2 separate regions of the Lactuca sativa genome follow, and region 2 is linked to region 1. Evidence: chromatin contacts called from public Hi-C data. All regions are on one chromosome and are shown on one strand. Each heading gives the region's core, a stretch centred on a gene start, on an enhancer-like site or on the middle of the called end of the contact. The rest is flanking DNA. Distances are from core to core; before and after follow the strand shown. Region 1 holds the start of LOC111876167. Region 2 holds the start of LOC111876165 (probable WRKY transcription factor 7).

Evidence for each region. Hi-C and Micro-C count contacts between places; a contact is called where the count stands out from the background.
Region 2: a contact with region 1 is called in a Hi-C map of leaf, with 4 times the contacts expected there. The contact joins the promoter of LOC111876165 here to the promoter of LOC111876167 in region 1. A contact is called at or near these places in 2 of 4 Hi-C or Micro-C datasets (bud and leaf).

The regions. Positions count from the first base shown.
Region 1 is chr1:27,730,428-27,733,127 of Lsat_Salinas_v11, forward strand. LOC111876167 reads right to left here and starts at 1,277. Exons shown (of 2, transcript XM_023872692.3): 1 at 985-1,277; 2 at 1-500. The coding sequence starts at 1,164. The coding sequence ends at 129.
Region 2 is chr1:27,876,531-27,879,278 of Lsat_Salinas_v11, forward strand. LOC111876165 (probable WRKY transcription factor 7) reads right to left here and starts at 1,384. Exons shown (of 3, transcript XM_023872690.3): 1 at 362-1,384; 2 at 114-239. The coding sequence starts at 1,092.

The sequences.
Region 1 (2,700 bases), core at 27-2,526:
GTATATGGGATTTATATTGGTTTATTATTTGCAGATGCAAATTCAATTCGCTTTAAGAGATGTTCTATTACACCTAAAACCATTACATGTCAATATCATGAAAAAACCATGAAACTGGATCTCACCATTTACACACGGCCACACCAGAATGCATAGTGTTCATCCCTGCGATCATTGCTAACAAGGCCACCACATTGTACACACACAAAGCTACTGCCATCAGAGAATGCATCCACCATGATCTGTTTTCTCCCGGTCTCTGTCAGTATAGAAGTGCCGCCAGCATCTGGTTCAATAGATGGGTGGTTGGTGGTGGTAGTGGTGGTGGTGGTGGTAGTGGGGATTGCAGGTAAAGCTTCTTCAATTGCACATTCAGCAAACAATGAAGCTAGCTCATCAGCGGCCCTTTCATTTACTCTGTTTCTGTAGAGTTCATTAGCTCGATTTAGGGTTTGAACAGCAGCTGCTTCTCCTCCTTTGGCTCTCATTGCAGTCAACACCTGTAAAATTAAACATATCATCTGGTTTTAAGATAGTTGATGTCATATCATTATCAAACAACTCTGAAGGCAAATCATGTAATGAGTTTAAGATGAACACAAGAAAATCAATGCAATTAGAACCAAATATAAGGAACCGATCGTGGAGGAAAAAGAAAACTTCGATTCAATAGCATCGAAGCAAGTTCAAGTGCTTTGCTTCCTCTATTCTATCGAAAACCTAGATTTTGAATTTGAAGTTTGATCGCCGTTTTGCGATAAACAAAACAAATGCATTGATATTGAATTTTTAATAAGTATTACAAATTGGATCATGTAGGTTGAGGTTTAGCAACGGAATCATTACGAAATTTCTTTCCGATCACATCAACAAGTCAAAATGTAGGTATGTTCAGAACAGCTGGCATTCGAATCAGATAAAAAGGGAAATGAAGTAACAATAAATTATAAGAAACAAATGAAGTGGTGATAGTGTAAGAATTACCGCTTGAAGAGCTTGAGAAGGCTTGCCCTGATCAATGAGTTGGCGAGCTACTGTGAGTAATCCTCTCGCAATTTCAATTTGCTGGGAGACGGAGGAAAGTTCGGGGGTTCCTGGTGGAACTGGTGACGAAGATGTCACCGGAGCATCGGAATCCATCATATCGACGTCCTTAGCATCCATGGCATTATCTCCAATTTCGTTTCAGTATCAAATGATTCTCAAGTGTGTTATGTGGCTAGGTTTTGTTTTTGGGTTCTTGTGCATATGTTCTTTTGCCTGATACCTTTGAATTCTATATATATATTTTCAATAACGCCCCCTTTAAAACAGCCTATCTTTGTTTTTTCTTTTTTCCTTTCTCCAAAAATACCCTATATGCTTCGGAAACTGTCTCTATCATCCTCTTATTTAATCATATCTTTTAAGTTTACTTGCATCTTCTGTTTCTCTATTGATCATTGAAGTTATTGCTTTAGACTTTAATTTCTTCCTTTACCCTTTTTTTTTTTCAACACTCATTTTTTGGTTGATACAATGAGAAGAAATCATTCTATCCCAGATTGTTGCAGTTTTTTTAGGAACACATATCCATGGTTAGATCCTGGTGTTTTTGTTGTAATTGCTTTTGTTGCTATATTTTCTTTCATGTATTCAAATAAGCATCAAAATCCAACAATAGTATCAACGGCTTGTGTTCATGATTATTTACATAGCAAAAAATTATTTTTTGCTTGAAATCAATGAGGTGTGATCTTATACACACAAAAAAGAAATTATATGCATGATATATACACATCGAAATTTAATGGTTTTAAATAATAATGATTTATTCTCATTCAGTGAGATGGAATTTTTGTTTATTATGTTTCCCAAATGTTTTAATTCATTTGTATATATTGTTTGGATGGGTTTTGAATGAAAATCATACAAATAGTTATATGGAACTTGCTTATATGTTTATGTTGTGTCATTTGTTTTTAATAACATAATAACAACAAAGATTAATTATCTTAAGTGTCAAATTGTATATAAATTGATTTTAATTAAAACATTATTTAAAAGTATGATTTCTGTAAACACCGCCCCTTGAGCTTACCATGCCGAGCTTGGCAGCCAACTCCACATAAACTTGTCACTTTCTCTCCTCTGTTGCCACGTTCTCTTTTTTCCTTTCTCCCCTACTTGGCATGACAAACACTGCCCATTTTGTATGAAAAAACTATAGGAAAGCGTGGCAAAATGAAGTGGAGCTCTGCATCTTCTACCACCAATCCTGTGAGCCTTAGTAATCATGAATCATTGTGAACTCGTCAATAGAATGTCCAAAAGTTATCTTATAATCAAATAAAACCTGTAAGTGAAGCCAAATAAATGGGTGTTAAGAAGTAAATGAGTTGCTTCGTGCTCGTACATTTGTCAACCAAAAAAATGAGTGTTGAATATGAAAAAAAAAGTAAAGGATGAAATTAAAGTCTAAAGCAAGAACTTCAATAATCAATAGAGAAAAAGAGGGATGCAACTAAAATTAAAAGATGTGATTAAATAAGAGGAAGACAGTGACAGTTTTCAAAGCATATAGGGTATTTTTGGAAAAGGAAAAAAAGAAAAAACAAGATAAAATAGCAAGTTTGGTCCCTGTGGTATGTCAAAAATTGGAGGTTTGGTCCAAAATGTATTCGAGTTGCACCAGTGGTTCAAAATGTTTGTTTTGTTGTA
Region 2 (2,748 bases), core at 134-2,633, 150 kb after region 1:
GCCCGAGTTAAGACTCGGTGAGGTGGTCAATGAGTGAGTGAGTAGGAATCAATGAGTTGACTAGGCTGAGTCAAGATCTTCTCCGATATACACTAGAAACTAGAAATATTTACCTTGGATGTGGCGACCCTTTAATCGGCTTTTGGCCGTACTTCCTCCAAGAATAATCGTCCGGCGGTATATCAGCCATCTTCATGCTTATCGCCGGCACTCTCACGACCCTCTTCATCCTTGATTTCCTATAAAAAAAAATTCAAGTGTAAAGGTTAAATCCAATTAATGAAATAGCATACTGTAACACCCAGATTGAGACAATCGTGGTTAGAAGTTGTATGTTTAAAAGGAGATCGGAGTTTAGTACCTCTTTTTGGAACAATGGCAACGACCGGAAGAATTAGTGCATTTTGTGTGAGAATCATCCACCGAGTTACATTTCCTTTTGAAAGAAGAAGTCGACATATTCGGCTGGCCCGCGGAAGAAACCTGTGAAAGGTTCGTGATCTGAAATCCAGAAGACATCGACGGTTGTAACCCATCGGTGTCTCCGGTCAACGATGACATAAACGAATTCGCCGGAGAGGCTGCAGCGGCGGCGAAATTGATGGTGTTGGTAGGAACATCCTTCCTATCAAAGGATCCCGATTTCGCCAGATGGATTTGGGGAAACCGCTGCTGAATCGGTGCCGTAGAAGAATTTACCTTCTCCGCCGCCGCTACAACCGTCTGATTGTATTGCTGGCTGCTATTTCCCGCCGTCGGAGTGAATGCCGACTTTTTCTCTAATACAACAGGTGGATTCGAAACAGGTCCACGTCGGAATCGGGCGTGACCAGTGGAAGTCCGATCGAGAAGAGAGATGAATTTCTTAAACCTAGTGACAGCGACATCGGCGACAGCTACGTAATCGGTGGTTGAAGAAGCATCGCTAGTACCGGCGGAGTACGACGGTTCATGGTGGGATTGGGATGAAAGTAATCCGATTAGATTCTCAAGGCTCTTAAGCCCAGCGGCGCCGGCTTCACGGACGGCGATTTCTTCCATTTTACCATTGAAACTATTGATTCTGATGGAATTCATGAGCTCAACAGCCATATCAGATCAAAAACATTGATCAAAACAATGGACAGTGGTTTCGATGGAGAAAGGGGTAATTTAATTAGGGATGGAAGAGAGTCAAAGAGTTGATGCGGTGGGTGCTATCTAGTAAAATGACCAAAATATCCTTGCTCGTCTATCTGCAGTCAAAGGTTGAAACCAGTAATCGGTTTACACGTGTAGAAATCTTGGGTGGCGAAAATGTCAGAGATTGACCGTAACGTCATGTGTGGCCCAGGGTTATGTTTTTTAGAGAAGACCATGGCAACGGTGCAGATTTTAATAAAAAGTCAAAAACTACTCACATTCGTTGGATTGTTTTGCCTTCTAAAAAAAAAAAAAAAATAATCATATTTCATCTTAATTATTTATTTATTATTTATTTATTATTTTTTTATATTTATACTTATTAACGAAAGATGGAAAACAGTGAAAGCCACAAAGGTTACAATGCACTATGTATAAAATGGCTATTTTTTTTCCTTTTATTAAAAATGGTCATCATGTTACTTTTGTAAGCATACATTTTTTTTAATGTGTACTGATGTCTAAATCTAGAATTAACCCATTGAGAATAGTCAATTATATAGAATAGTCAAAATTCAGAATCATTTCATTAAAAATCTATATTATGTTCAGTTTTGTCAAATAGAAATAAAATGAAAATATAATTTATTTATTTATTTTCCTTTGAATTTTGATTTTTTTCCTGTTCGATAGCATTTTATTGTGGTGTATGTAATGTTGTGATCTGAAAGAGTAAATTACACGAATGGTCCCTATGGTTTAGGGTAATTTGCGTGTTTGGTCCCTAACTTATTTTTTAACTTGGAAGGTCCCTACTGTTTGTTTTTGTTACGCGTCTGGTCCCTGTCTCACCTAAAAATACTATTTTGCCCTTGATTTTTTAACTTATTTAAATAAACACACCCCAATCCCAACCCCCTCACATTACCCTACCTACCATATCATTTTTCCCTATTTAAATAATAGTCTTTTTAGGTAAGACACAGACCAAGCGCGAAACAAAAACGAAAAGCAGGGACCAAATGCGTAACAAAAACAAACATTAGGGACCTTCCGAGTTAAAAAAAATAAGTTATTGACCAAATACAAAAATTACCCCAAACCATAAGGACCAATCGTGTAATTTACTCTAAAATTAATCATTTAATACATAGGTCTCAGGTCTCACAACTAGTTTTTATTTCACAAAACTGGACATAATACAGGTTTTCAAGGTTAATTTCTAGATTTTGACTATTCCAAATAATTGACCATTCTCAATGTATTTTCTAGATTTTGACATCAAATACACATGAAAAACTTTTATGGATACAAAAATAATAAGAGAGAGAGAGAGAGAGAGAGAGAGAGAGAGAGAGAGAGAGAGAGAGAGAGAGAGAGAGAGATGAGAGAGAGAGAGAGAGAGAGAGAGAGAGAGAGAGAGAGAGAGAGAGAGAGAGAGAGAGAGAGAGAGAGAGAGAGAGAGAGAGAGAGAGAGAGAGAGAGAGAGAGAGAGAGAGAGAGAGAGAGAGAGAGAGAGAGAGAGAGAGAGAGAGAGAGAGAGAGAGAGAGAGAGAGAGAGAGAGAGAGAGGGTAACCTTTCTGACTTCATTGTTTTTCCATCTTTGGCATGGTGCCTTTTGTTAG